Regions from separate parts of the Macaca mulatta genome. Here all the other regions are linked to region 1. A link is a contact called in public Hi-C data. All regions are on one chromosome and are shown on one strand. Each heading gives the region's core, a stretch centred on a gene start, on an enhancer-like site or on the middle of the called end of the contact. The rest is flanking DNA. Distances are from core to core; before and after follow the strand shown.

The links. A called contact is a pair of places that touch in the nucleus more often than the background predicts.
Region 2: a Hi-C map of CD4 T cells shows a contact between it and region 1, with 2.3 times the contacts expected there. The contact joins the promoter of ZNHIT2 here to the promoter of SNX15 in region 1. A contact is called at or near these places in 2 of 14 Hi-C or Micro-C datasets (CD4 T cells and liver).
Region 3: a Hi-C map of fetal cortex germinal zone shows a contact between it and region 1, with 2.0 times the contacts expected there. The contact joins the promoter of ATG2A here to the promoter of SNX15 in region 1. A contact is called at or near these places in 6 of 14 Hi-C or Micro-C datasets (CD4 T cells, cortical neurons, fetal cortex germinal zone and 3 more).

Annotation. Positions count from the first base shown.
Region 1 is chr14:9,355,765-9,360,389 of T2T-MMU8v2.0, reverse strand. It overlaps SNX15 (sorting nexin 15), which reads left to right and starts at 2,632. Exons shown (of 7, transcript XM_077962414.1): 1 at 2,632-2,822. The coding sequence starts at 2,724.
Region 2 is chr14:9,258,843-9,263,620 of T2T-MMU8v2.0, reverse strand. It overlaps ZNHIT2 (zinc finger HIT-type containing 2), which reads right to left and starts at 1,871. Exons shown (of 1, transcript XM_001114311.5): 1 at 618-1,871. The coding sequence starts at 1,871. The coding sequence ends at 657. It overlaps TM7SF2 (transmembrane 7 superfamily member 2), which reads left to right. Exons shown (of 11, transcript XM_015113808.3): 11 at 107-444. The coding sequence ends at 267.
Region 3 is chr14:9,472,956-9,477,204 of T2T-MMU8v2.0, reverse strand. It overlaps ATG2A (autophagy related 2A), which reads right to left and starts at 2,077. Exons shown (of 41, transcript XR_013403549.1): 1 at 1,833-2,077.

The sequences.
Region 1 (4,625 bases), core at 1,383-3,882:
CCATTCTCCTGCCTCAGCCTCCCAAGTAGCTGGGACTACAGGCGCCGCCACCACACCCGGCTAGTTTTTTGTATTTTTAGTAGAGACGGGGTTTCACCGTGTTAGCCAGGATGGTCTCGATCTCCTGACCTTGTGATCCGCCTGCCTCGGCCTCTCAAAGTGCTGGGATTACAGGCGTGAGCCACCGCGCCCAGCCTAATTTTTGTATTTTTAGTAGAGATGGGTTTTCACCATGTTGACCGGGCTGGTCTTGAACTCCTGACTTCAAGTGATCCGCCTGACTCGGCCTCCCAAAGTGCTGGGATTACAGGCATGATTTTTAAATGTTTAAATTTCTCATGAAATCAGGGGCAGCCTGTTGCCCAGGCTGGTCTCGAACTCCTGGCCTCAAGTAATCCTCCCGCCTTGGCCTCCCAAAGTGCTGGGATTACAGGCATGAGCCCCAAGCCATGCTTTGCTTCTTTCTGAAGACCAAGGCACCGCACCTGTACACCTGAGTTCCAGGAACAAGAGTAGCTATTCACAATGCTTCCTTTGCACTAAATACTATGTATTATATTTAAGCTTCCCAGCTTCATGCTGCATTTCAACAGATTTTTGCTTCAATTCTAACACTTACTGGAGCAAAGGTCTCAAAACCCATGCCGGGTCTGGGAACACCAGTCTCCACATGGCCCACAGTGACAGTATCAATAACACCAATATTGCGGACATCTGGAAGGGCAGAACCAAGAGCTTGTGAGTTGGTAGGATGCGATCTAGAGCTTCTGAGCAGCGTGGTTCCACAGCATTGCCATCTTTACAGGTGACTTCCCATCCCTTGAGCCAAGGCATGTGAGCTCTTGGCTCCCGCCTGTTGTCACCACTCCAACCAGATATTGGCACAAATACTACTATGTCAGGGTTGTAGCCAATTTCTTAATGTAGGTGCTGATTTCCTTAATGATTTATCCCATCGCTCCTCTTCTTCTTTTTTTTTTTTTTTTTTTTTTTTAGATGGAGTCTCACTCTGTTGCCCAGGCTGGAGTGCAGTGGCACGATCTCAGCTCACTGCAACCTCTGCCTCCCGGTTTCAAGCAATTCTCTGCCTCAGCCTCCTAAGAAGCTGGGATTACAGGTGCCCGCCACCAGGCCCAGCTAATGTTTGTATTTTTAGTGGAGATGGGGTTTCACCATCTTGGTCAGGCTGGTCTTGAGCTCCTGACTTCGTGATCCACCCACCTCAGCCTCCCAAAGTGCTGGGATTACAGGTGTGAGCCACCACGCCCGGCCCCCATCTCTCCTCTTTAGAATGGCCCATGGGGATCCATTTTGTTAACACCAACAATTAGTTTCACACCCAGCGTGTAAGCCAGAAGGGTGTGTTCACGTGTCTGCCCATTCTTGGAAATACCAGCTTCAAATTCACCAACACTAGCAGCAACAATCAGGGCAGCACAGTTAGCCTGAGATGTGCCTGTAATCAGGTTTTTGGTAAAGTCTCTGCATCCTGGGCCATTGATGATGGTCACATAAGACCAGTACTGACTGGTCTTAATTGCCAGCAGGGAGGTAGCAGTGGTGATAGCACTCTCACGTTCAACTTTTAGCTTACCCAAGACCCAGGTATGCTTGAAGGAGCCCTTTCCCATCTCAGCAGCCTCCTCAAAATTTTCGATGGTTCTTTTGTGGATCCCATCACACTTGTAAATCAGATAGCCAGTAGTGGTGGACTTGCCCAAATCAGATGACAATGTTGAGCTGAGTCTTTTCCTTCCCCTGCACCCTTTCTTTTGAGATGGAGTCTCACTCTGTTGCCCAGGCTGGAGTGCAGTGGTGCGATTGCAGATCACCGCAGCCTCAACCTCCTGAGCTAAAGCCATCGGCCAGTTCCACCTCTGGAGTAGCTGGAATTACAGGTGTGCGCCACCACGCCCAGCTAATTTTTGTATTTTTAGTAGAAATGGGGTTTCACCATGTTGGACAGGCAGGTCTTGAACTCCTGACCTCAAGTGATCCACCTGCCTCCACCGCCCAAAATGCTGGGATTACAGGTGTGAGCCACGGCACCAAACCCCCATTTTGGCTTTGATTTAATGGTGATTTTCACGACACCTGTGTTCTGGCAGCAAGTCCATTGCAAGAAAGCTCCACTGACCTACATAGATTCTATTACAAACATCTCCATTCTACAGATGAGAAACTGAGGCTGAGTAGTTATGGGAAACTCCTACAGCTAGTAAGAGTAGTGACTCAGAGCCCATGACACCATCCTGCTTCTCCAGCGTTCTTTGCTTCCCTACTTTCCAGAAAACATGAATTAGGGAATCCTGACAGGGAAATAATTTGACGTTGTCCTGCACATAATGGGCACAATAGGAGTTGGGTGGATGAATGAAAGCAGGGATTTGGGAAGCAGGGGAGAGGTCCTTTGGAGGACTGTGACAAGGGTTTACGCTTGGATAGGGTGGGCTTGATCACCCGGCAGAAATGAGACGAGTGATCACAACCTCCCCCACCAATCTTTCCAATGACTTGGGTTTACGCTTCACCACAGAGAAGGAACTTTTCAGACGCTCCCTTGGCCGCGCACCCGGGATCGGAACAGCGCTGTCACTTGCGATAAAATCCCTGGGCCGGAGGAAGAAGGGCGCAGGCCCAGGCGAGGCGGCGGCGGTCGGAGGCCGGGCCGGAGGGGTGGGGACAGGGAGGAAGCGGAGTCCGCTCCGCTCCAGCTCGGTTTCATGTCCCGCCAGGCGAAGGATGACTTCCTGCGGCACTACACAGTGTCGGACCCCAGGACGCACCCCAAGGGCTACACCGAGTACAAAGTAACCGCGCAGGTGAGGTGGGGCCCAGCGCGTACTTTACCCTTTTAACTAGAGGGGCGCCGAGTTTTACCTTAAGGAAAGGCGCTGCAGCCACCACTCCCTTTTTAGACGACAGAAATGGGTTTCCCCTTTAAGCGGCGGTTGCAGTACAAGGGTTCGTTTACTTCTTTAACCATCAGCGGGGCGGGGCCCTGAGGGGGCGCTGTCTTTTTTTAAAAGGGCGTGGATGGCCGTTCCCGGACAAGCAAGGCGTGTATGCCCACGCCCGGCGTGTAGTGTCTGGGCATCAGACTGTGAATTTCTGTAAACTAACATGAAAACTCTGGTTTAACCCAATTATTAGTACTCCAGTCTCGTAGAGTAAGTTTTGTTTATTGGTTTGTTTGATCTTACATAAAATCCCTTTAACGAATTTAACCGTATTTAATTTTTCAGAAAATAATACTGGTCAATGGTTAAAAAAAATTCATGCAGTTCGGAAGGACTTAAGGAGTAAGTCGCCATATCAAGGTCACAGCAGGAAGAGAGAAAGGCTAGAGTTGATATATGAAGCGATAGCAACATCATAAGCACAATTTATAGAGAGACATGGAGGAAACCATGAAAATAATTAAAAATAGTAAAACAGGACACCTGTAGAATGATATACAAGAACGGGTAACAAGAAGGTCCCCAGGGAGAAGAACTGTGTCACTGGGGACAGAAGTTGGGGAAGACTTTTTACTGTAAGTTTTTTGTACTTTTAGAATTTTCAACTAGGCGACTATTAAGCTGGTGCATTAGTTAACTATAAAAGCAAAGCAGGCACGTAAGGACACTTATAAAGTGTCTAAGTGCAGAATCTTAGCTATTTAAAATATGCTTTCCCCAAATCGTTTGTCTTTTCCATGCCTAAAAATAAATGCAAATAAGGCCGGGCTCAGTGGCTCATGCGTGTAAATCCCAGCACTTTGGGAGGCTGAGGGAGCAGATTGCTTGAGTTTAGGAGTTCAAGATGAGCCTGGGCAACACAGTGAGACCCCAGCTCAATATTAAAATGCACACACACACATACACACACACCCCTTTTAAAAAATGCAAATAAAAACGTTGTCCCTGGGAAGATAGACTGGAGGTGGGGTTGGGGTAGGAAGGATGTGGCAAGGAACTGTAACCTTTTATTATAAGTCTTCCCAGTGGCTTTTTTGTGTTGTTGTTTATTTGTTTATTTTTTTGAGATGGAGTCTGCACTGTCGCCCAGGCTGGAGTGCAGTGGCGCGATCTCGGCTCACTGCAAGCTCCGCCTCCCGGGTTCACACCATTCTCCTGCCTCAGTCTCCCCAGTAGCTGGGACTACAGGCGCCTGCCACCGTGCCCAGCTAATATTTGTATTTTCTGGTAGAGATGGGGTTTCACCTTGTTAGCCAGGCTAGTTTGGAACTCCTGACCTCAAGTAATCCACCGGCCTCACCCTTCCAAAGTGCTGGGATTACAGGTGTGAGCCACCACACCTGGCCTCCCATTGGCTTTTTAAACCAAGCAACATGCATTATTTTGATATATTTTTATACATATTATATATACAATGTATTATATATAATAAATATATAAAATATAAAGCACATTCTCTCACTCTCCCTCTGTCTCTCTCTCTCTCTCTATATATATATGTGTGTGTGTATATATATATATTTTTTTTTTTTTTTTTTTTTTTTTAAGACGGAGTCTCACGCTGTTCCCAGGCTGGAGTGCAGTGGCGCGATCTCGGCTCACTGCAAGCTCCGCCTCCCGGATTCCCGCCATTCTCCTGCCTCAGCCTCCTGAGTAGCTGGGACT
Region 2 (4,778 bases), core at 622-3,121, 96 kb after region 1:
TGCTGCTGAGCCCTGATGCCCACATGAGCCATTAGGTGTGGAAATGTTTGCGAACTGGGGGGTGGAGGGGGCTGGCAGGGTGGTCACAGAGCCTCCTTCTCTACAGGGGTGTCACACCTGCTGCCCTACTTCTACCTCCTCTACTTCACCGCGCTGCTGGTGCACCGTGAGGCCCGGGATGAGCGGCAGTGCCTGCAGAAGTATGGCCTGGCATGGCAGGAGTACTGCCGGCGTGTGCCTTACCGCATCGTGCCCTACATCTACTGAAGCGGCTCCACCACCCCAGGTGGGGGCATATGCCCACTCATCCACCAGCACACCCAAGACCAGGAGCCTGGACACACTTGGGACTCAAGGGCTTGTACCCCACCCAGCCCTGAGGATGAACAGCCTCAGAGAAGAGGTGGTTTAGAGCAAGGAAAAAAATGAAACCAGTGACCAAAATCGGAGATGCTCTTCCTCCTTTGGATAAACATTGGGAACCATTGGTGCACTTCTCTCCCCTAGGACTGGCTGGGTCAGCACTGATCAGGGAGAAGCTGAGCAGTGGCTTGTGGGCCCAGGACTCTGGGGGCCTGGTAGGACAATAGCTATCCTTCAGAAACAGGCAACAGGGCTGACCACTCACAGCTTTATTAATGACCAGGGTCCCCAGTTCAGCCAGGGAGCTCCTCAATGAGAGTCCTTGGGGCAGGTGGCACGGGGCCTCCCCAAAGCCGCTCCAGCTCCCCAGTGAGGGCGGCCACCTCCTCGGCTGCCACAGCATGGGCTTGGTGAGCCCTGGCGCAATCTAGAGCCAGGGGTGTGAGGGCCGCCTCATTTTCATTGGTCCAGGCCAGGAGGAATTGGCACTTTTTCCGGGCCCGGTAAAGATGATCTCGCTCTTCTCTAAGCACAGCCTGTTTCCGGGCACGGCCCAGGGTCTTTGCCAGGTCTCCCAGTGCTGCCAGCGTGTAGCCTTTCTGGTTGGTCGGGCCCTCACCCAGCAGGATGCGAGCGACCTCGTGCATAGCCCCTCGTGTGCCCAGGGGCCCAGGCGGGTGTTCGCCTGCTTCCAGCACGTGGGCTGCGGCCTGCAGGGCTTCTTCCGCAGAGGCGAAGACTTGCTGGGCACCCAGGGCTCCGGAAACGCCGAGCAGTGTAGCACAGAAGTCAGAGAGCAGTGCGTCGTCACCGCCGTGATACAGGGCGAGAGTATGCGCGTAGGCGAACAGCACATTGGGCAGCTGGAAGCGCACGAGCGGCGAGACTGGGCCGCGGCTCAGGCTGACCAGCGTGGGGATGCGGGTGGGTATGGCGGGCGTGCAGGCCCCCGGGACATCTCCAAGAACCAGCTCGGCAGCCGCGAGCTCCGCGGCGAAGGCATCGTTCATAGATTCCGGCGGGGTCCTCGCAAGGGCGGGCTCCAGCCCCGCGGCATCACTGCCCGGGACATCATCCAGCTCCTCCAGAAGCCGCCACGGTCCGGCTCCGCGCTTCCACCACCACGGCCGCCATGGAGGAAGCAGCCGCCCGGCCTCACCACGGCTCAGCAGCCGCTCGAAGGCAGTTTTTTCGGCCGGCGCCAGCCGCTCCCACAGTCCCGAGAGGCCGCCGGGCGCCGGGCCGGGGCTAAGGCCTGTTTCCCCAGGCTCGTCCTCGGTATCGCGTTGCTGACGCAGCCGGCGTAGGGCGCTTGCCAGGCGGCTGGGCGAGGCGCTGCGGCCGCGGAGCTCTCCCAGCACCTGGTCACGGTAGAAGTTTTCTGCGCAGGTGCCATGCGTCCGGTAGCAGCGCAGCGAGCAATAGGGCGCATTACAGCGAGGGCAGGTGTAACGCGCGGGCTGGGCCTCCCCCGCCGGGCAGAAACCACAAGGCCCGACCGGCTCCATAGCAACCGGCACCGCGATCTACCTGCGAACGCACGCCGGCGATAGTTCCAAACTTCCGGGGCTTATTCAATTACTTCCGGCTCACCGCGGGGTCGACGACGGTCTGTCGTTTCGCAAAGCTCCCGAGGATTCTGAGCAATTTCCGCCCACGCCGGAAAGCCGAGCCCCACCCCTTTCCCTAGTAGGGTGAGAGCAGGCCCAGACGCCGGGCGTCAGGTACGAGCCCCGCCCTGTGCGATGACGCAAGGAGCGGAAAAATGGGTCTGGCGAGCGCTCCGCCGGTGCCACCTCTCCCCCTAGCGGTCACACCAAAACGTGGCCCGATCATCTAAAGAGAAAACCCTCTCTCTTTAGCTCTATAATGCGCTGTGGCAGAAATCCACTTTACTAAACACCTACCCTGGGCCACTAATTGTGCCAAGCCTCAGAAAGGCGATGCATCCCTGCGCTGTACACAGACAAATAAAATGCACTAGAGGACACAGACGAATAAAAGGGCAGTTGGGATCGGATGCGGTGGCTCTCACGCCGATAATCCCAGCACTTTGGGAGGCCAAGGCGGGCAGATGACCTGAGGTCAGAAGTTTGACCACGGCCTGACCAACATGGAGAAACCCCATCTCTACTAATACAAAATTAGCCGGGCGTGAGGGACGGGTGCCTGTAGTCCCAGCTACTCCGGAGGCTGAGGCAGGAGAATCATTTGAACCCAGGAGGTGGAGGTTGCAGTGAGCTGAGATCGCGCCACCGCCCTCCAGCCTGGGAGCCTGGGCCACAGAGAGGAACTCCACCTCAAAAAAACAAAAAGCAGTATTTAAGAAATATTTGAGGCCGGGCGCGGTGGCTCAAGCCTGTAATCCCAGCACTTTGGGAGCCTGAGATGGGCGGATCATGAGGTCAGGAGATCGAGACCATCCTGGCTAATACGGTGAAACCCCGTCTCTACTAAAAAATACAAAAAACTAGCCGGGCGAAGTGGCGGGTGCCTGTAGTCCCAGCTACTTGGGAGGCTGAGGCAGGAGAATGGCGTGAACCCGAGAGGAGGAGCTTGCAGTGAGCTGAGATCCGGCCACTGCACTCCAGCCTGGGTGACAGAGCGAGACTCCGTCTCAAAAAAAAAAAAAAAAAAAAAAAGAAATATTTGAGCTCCTATTTTTCCTCCAAAACTGACTCTTCATTAAGTATCTTATTAAATACCACTATTCATCCATCTCATTAAGTGCAGGCCCCATTCTAGGTGCCAAGAACACAATGCACATCAAAGGGAGTTGGGGGTCCCTGTTCTAACAGAGCTCAGTCTTATGGTGGAGTGGAGGTGTGATGAACCAAACTGTGAGTGTTCTTTGCATCCCTACTACTACTACTGGTGGTCTAAGCTTCCTGACCCCTCACGTGGATGACAACACATTGTGTTTTTCCTTTCTTGCCAGCCCTCCAGAAAAACCTGCCAGATAAATTAGATCACAAGTCAGATCAGATCCTTCTCTTACTCAAAACCCTTCTGCGACCCTCCATTGCATTTGGACTCAAACCTAAACTTCTCTCCATGGCTGACAAGGCCTTGCAGGATCTGCTCCCACCCCTAGACATCACCTCTTCCCCATCTTCATACAGTCCTCTTGGCTTAAAATATTCCCCTACCTGATCACTTGATTTATTCATCTCAGGTCTCACACATGTCATTTAAACACGACCTCTCAGTTGGGCACAGTGGCTGACACCTGTACTCTCAGTACTTTGGGAGGCCAAGGTGGGCGGATCACTTGAGCCCAGTTCAAGACCAGCCTGGGCAACACAGCAACAAAACCCCGTCTCTGCAAGAAGTACAAAAACTTAGCCAGGAGTGGTGGTGCATGCCTGCAGTCCTCAGCTACTTGGGAGGCTGAGTAGGATCACCTGGGCCCAGGACTTGGAGGCTGCAGTGAGCCATGACTATGCGACTGCACTCCAGCCTGGATGAGAGACCTTGACTCAAAAAGAAAAAAGGCCGGGTGCTGTGGCTCACACCTGTAATCCCAGCACTTTGGGAGGCCAAGGCGGGTGATCACAATGTCAAGAGATCGAGACCATCCCGGCCAACATAGGGAAAACCCATCTCTACTAAAAATACAAAAAATTAGCTAAGCGTGGTGGCACATGCCTGTAGTCCCAGCTACTCTGGGGGCTGAGGCAGAAGAATGGTGCGAACCCAGGAGGTTGGAGACTCCGTCTCAATAAAAGATAAAGAAAAAAGAAAAACAAAAAAGAGGCCCTCTCTGGGATGCTATTGTATCTGTCCACATCCTCCCCCTTTCTAAACTGCTAGAAAGCAGAAAGCATGTCTTTAACACCACGAGACGAAAATAGCCAAGATTCACACACTACATCCTTTAACCTTCACAGCAGCTCTGGAGATGGCAGAGATTAAATTAGTAGTTAGTTCAAAGGCCAGCCACCCAGTAAATGGATTAGGAAAAAAAAGGTCCAAACTCAGGCATTCAAAGTCCACAGCCCAAGGGTTTTACCCTGTTGGATGCTATTTCCCAAGAACTGGCAGGTCCAGAAACTTTAGCTGAATGAGTAAGTGGGGTTCAGAAGTGCTGGGAGGCTCAGTTGCTAGAAGGCAACCCTGAATCAGCCCCAGAGATAATCCAACTTTTGGGAACACCAAAACATCACTATATCCAATCACAGATGTGATTAGGTTACCAAGTCTAGCCAGGCAATCATAGAGGTACAAACGAGACCATGCACCCAACGTAATATTTATTTCTAAAACCGAGGCAGACCAGATTCCTGCCCTGGACTCTAAGGCCACAGTTGGTATCAAGTTCAGGGAATGACCAGGTTCACCTTCTATACAAACCTCTTCCCCCACCCATCCCTCCCACTGCTGCCTCCATAACAAACGTCTCACCACAATGATTC
Region 3 (4,249 bases), core at 828-3,327, 120 kb before region 1:
TGGGACCCCCCCTCAACCCCAAACACCTAGTGTAGCTGTACCTCTCTGTGAGGCACAAGGCTGAGCCCCTGGCTAAAATGTCCATGCTGGAGTTGTACCCCTGCCAACCTGGAAGCTCCTTGAAGGCTGTACCCCACCTGCTTCCCCCGTGACCCCAGGTGCCACCCAGAAAGGGCCTCAGTAAACTGGTCGGATCCAAGAATAAAAAAGCACATGGCAGAGCAGATGGAGTCCAAATTCCTCACCCAGAGACCCACAGCTCGGGAAACTGAGGCCTAGAGACAGGACTAATCTAGTCACCCAGTAAACAACAGGGACTGAGACTGGGATCCGGGCCTCTCTCTCTTCAGGCCACTTCAGAGGTCCTAGGCACTCAGCTTCTTTGGGGGCCTTCAAGGTGGGGTCTGCAGGCTGAGCTGGGAGGAGAGGCTGGTTATCAAGAAAGCACATGCATTCCACCAGGGCCCTAGAGAAGCCAATTCGACCCCCAGCAAGAGGGCAGGGAACACGAGTAGGGGCGTTTTCTGGAGCTGAAAGTAAAAAGGGGAAGCCTAGGGCTGGGTATGGTGGTTCACGCCTGTAATCTCAGCACTTTGGGAGGCTGAGGTGGGAGGATCGCTTCAGGAGTTCAAGACTAGCCTGGGCAACATAGCGAAATCCTGTCTCTATAAAAATAAAATAAAAAAGGGGCAGCCTAGAAGTCTGGGCCGTCTTTCAGGCCAGCCTTAGAGGCTAAGGTTACAGGTCAGAGAGGGCTTCCTACACCATAATTCACAGACAGCAGGCCACTGGGAGGTGCCCCCAGTTCAGGGCCGAGGGTTATCCTACCCCACATTTGCTCACCAGGGCCTGGCCTACCCCCAAAGCCTAGCTCTTCCATCCAGATTAGCAGACCCCTGAGTCCAGCCACAAAACTGAGAAGTCCCTGCCTCCATGCCCACCCCTGCTGCTCTGGACCTGGTGGATTGACCAGGACGTGCCTCTAATTGGTGGCTCCTTCAAAGCTCCCCAGGTCAGCTGAGCTGTGAGTCAGGGCTCCTTACCATTCCCAGCCTCAAGTCTCTGACCCAGACCTCACACCTCTTGGCCTCCCTGGCATCTCCCTTGGCCTCCTCCAGGCTTGAAGCCAGATCTCCCGACCTTTCCTCGAGGGCCCCCCTCGAGGCAGGGACACTGACCCCGGTGGGTGGGTGGGAGATGTGGGTGGGGGCCATCCAGTCCCTCCCTAGACACCCACTTAGCCCATCCCACTCTCCCAAAAACAGGAAGTAGGCAGCGACCCAGGCACACAAGGTGTTGATCAACACTGGTGCTGACGCGGTTGTTGACATACACATCCAGTGGTTTGTTGATCCCACCTACGGGCCCAGGACCGTGGGGTCAAGAGGTCAGGGCACATGATCCACAGGTGTCCTCGCCAGGGCTCCGGACTCCTACCAGCTTCCCCGACCAGCTGCACAGGCCCAAGTCTGTCACTGCCCTGGCCCAGCTCGGTTCCTATGCTACCTCCCCAGCCCCTCCTCGGCCACCCTCCTTAACTCAGCCCCCAAACTCGACGAGTTTGTCTTGCATTCTCCAGACAGGTGATCTTGCCCTCTCCAGCCTCAGTTTCTCCTCCTGTGGAGATGGAAACCCCTTCCCGCTCAGTTTCTGGCTCTGGTAAGGAACTGAAGCAGCCAGCCGGGGTGCCTCTGACGCCTGGAGAGGGCAAGATTCCCCTGGCCTCTCTACGCCCGGTGCCTGATCCCCCCGGCCCGATCTTTCCGCAGGGAGCCTCAGGTCGCTGCGCTCCCGCCCTCCGCACCTTCCTGGCCTCGGGCCTGGCTTCTCACCCAGATTTCCAGGTGGATGTCTCGCAGGGCAACGCTGCCCTTGTACAGATCGAGGCTGAGCTGGTCCAGGCTGAGGTGCTCTTGGAAGAAGTGACCTAAGTAGTGGTGCAGCAAGTAGCGGCAGACCCGCTCTTTCACACAGTTTGACCATGGCCACAGCCATCGTGACATCTCGGAGACCGCCGGGGCCGGGCCGCCTCCGCTTGCCGCCCGCCGGCGATCCCCGTCCGGCTCTGCTGTTCACTAGAGCCCCCGGCTCGCCCCGCCGCTTCTCTAGGCGCCAGGCCGCGCCCCCGGACGCCCAGCCACGCCCCTACGCTCACTGTCATTGGCTATTGCAAAGGGTGAGGCCTACTGATTGGCTGCGCGGGGCGGAGCCTTCGGGCGCGAAAAAGGGACTGGGCTCTCTGCATGATATAATGCCCTCAATCATGATTTACGCTTGCGTAAAGTACTGTGTGGGCGGACCTTTAACCTTCCTTCTACAGGCTCTGGGAAGGCTGTTGCTCCAGGTGCCGGCCCCGCAAAGGAATGCGCATGTGCTGATTCGTCCAACCACTTTAAGTGGTTGGGGAGGATTTAAAGGTACAGTGTCCCAGCAAACTTCGCAGAAGCCTTCCCCAGAGGAATAAACTCAGTGCGCGATCTTAAGCGCGCATCTGTGGAAACAATTAAGTGGGTAAACATTTGCATTTTGCAAAATCCTTTACCACCCTTTATCTCATTGAGCCCTCTTAACAATCGTTCAAGGTAGGGATTATTGCCACCGCTTTACAGGTAAGAAAAGAGATTTAGACACAAGAGAGACCCTGCCTCAAAAACAAACAAAAATAAAGGTTCTGAGTCCATCACCAAGGAAGGTCTTTTTTTCCCTCCTCACCCCGGAATGCTCAGCGGGAGATTAACTGACCCTCCCTTCTCTCTGCCGTGAATCAGGCCTTAGGCACCTCTCTGGAATAATAATAGCTTTTCATATCTCTAGTCCTAAAATCAAAGAATGGATTCTGCCTCCTTTAAGCAGGGGGGCATTGTTTTTGTACAGCTTGTGAGCTAAGTATGGTTTTTATGTTTTTTAAAAGGTTAGGGAAAAAATCAAAAGAAGAATGAACATTTCATGGCATATGAAAATCATATGGAATTCACATTCCAGTGTTTATAAATAATGTTTTGGTGTCACACAGCCATGCTCATTTGCGCAAGTTCTGTCCAGGGTTGCTTTCTTGCTACAAGAGCAGAATTCAGTACTTGAGACAGAGGCCTGCAAAGCCTAAAATATTTGTTTTCTGGCCCTTCACAGAAAAAGTTTGCCAACCATTGCTCTGTAGGGGGCGGCCACACAAAACCTCTTACATCATGGGCAACTTCAGGAACAGCCATAGATAATTATGTTTCTTTTCTTTTCTTTTTGAGACGGAGTCTTGCTCTGTCACCCAGGCTGGAGTTCAGTGGCACAATCTTGGCTCACTGCAACCTCTGCCTCCTGGGTTCAAATTATTCTCCTGCCTCGGCCTCCCGGAGTAGCTGGGATTACAGGTGTGAGCCACCACACCCGGCTAATTACCGTGTTGGTCAGGCTGGTCTCGAACTCCTGACCTTAGGTGATCAGCCCGCCTTGGCCTCCCAAAGTGTTGGGATTACAGGCATGAGCCACCGCGCCCAGCCTATGTTTCTATTTTATTTTCATTTATTTATGTATTTATTTTGAGACGGAGTCTTGCTCTGTTGCCCAGGCTGGAGTGCAGTGGTACAGTCTCGGCTCACGCAACCTCTGCCTCCTGGGTTCAAAGGATTCCTGAGTAGCTGGGATTACGGGTGTGAGCTACCCCGCCTAGCCTGTGTTTCCATTTTAATCTTACTTGGGAGCTGGACTCTTAAATTCTAATGCCAAAACTCAGCCTGAAGCAAGGGCAACCACCCTGGCCCACGGGGCAGGGACCTGTATTCCAGTCCCACCCATGGGTGGTTTCTTCTCCTCTTGTGACCCTCAGTTTTATCCTCTGTAACTGGGCTTGAGTTAGTAGGTGGAGACAGTTCATTACCAGGAAGGAACAGGCTCCATTCAGGGAGGCAGGCTGATAGGACAGCAATTCAGAAAGTGCTTATGGGCCGGGCGCAGTGGCTCAAGCCTGTAATCCCAGCACTTTGGGAGGCTAAGGCGGGCGGATCACGAGGTCAGGAGATCGAGACCATCCTGGCTAACACGGTGAAACCCCGTCTCTACTAAAAAATACAAAAAAAAGGCCGGGCGCCGTGGCTCAAGCCTGTAATCCCAGCACTTTGGGAGGCCGAGACGGGCGGATCACAAGGTCAGGAGATCGAGACCATCCTGGCTAACATGGTGAAACCCCGTCTCTACTAAAAATACAAAAAAACTAGCCGGGCGAGGTGGCGGGCGCCTGTAGTCCCAGCTACTCGGG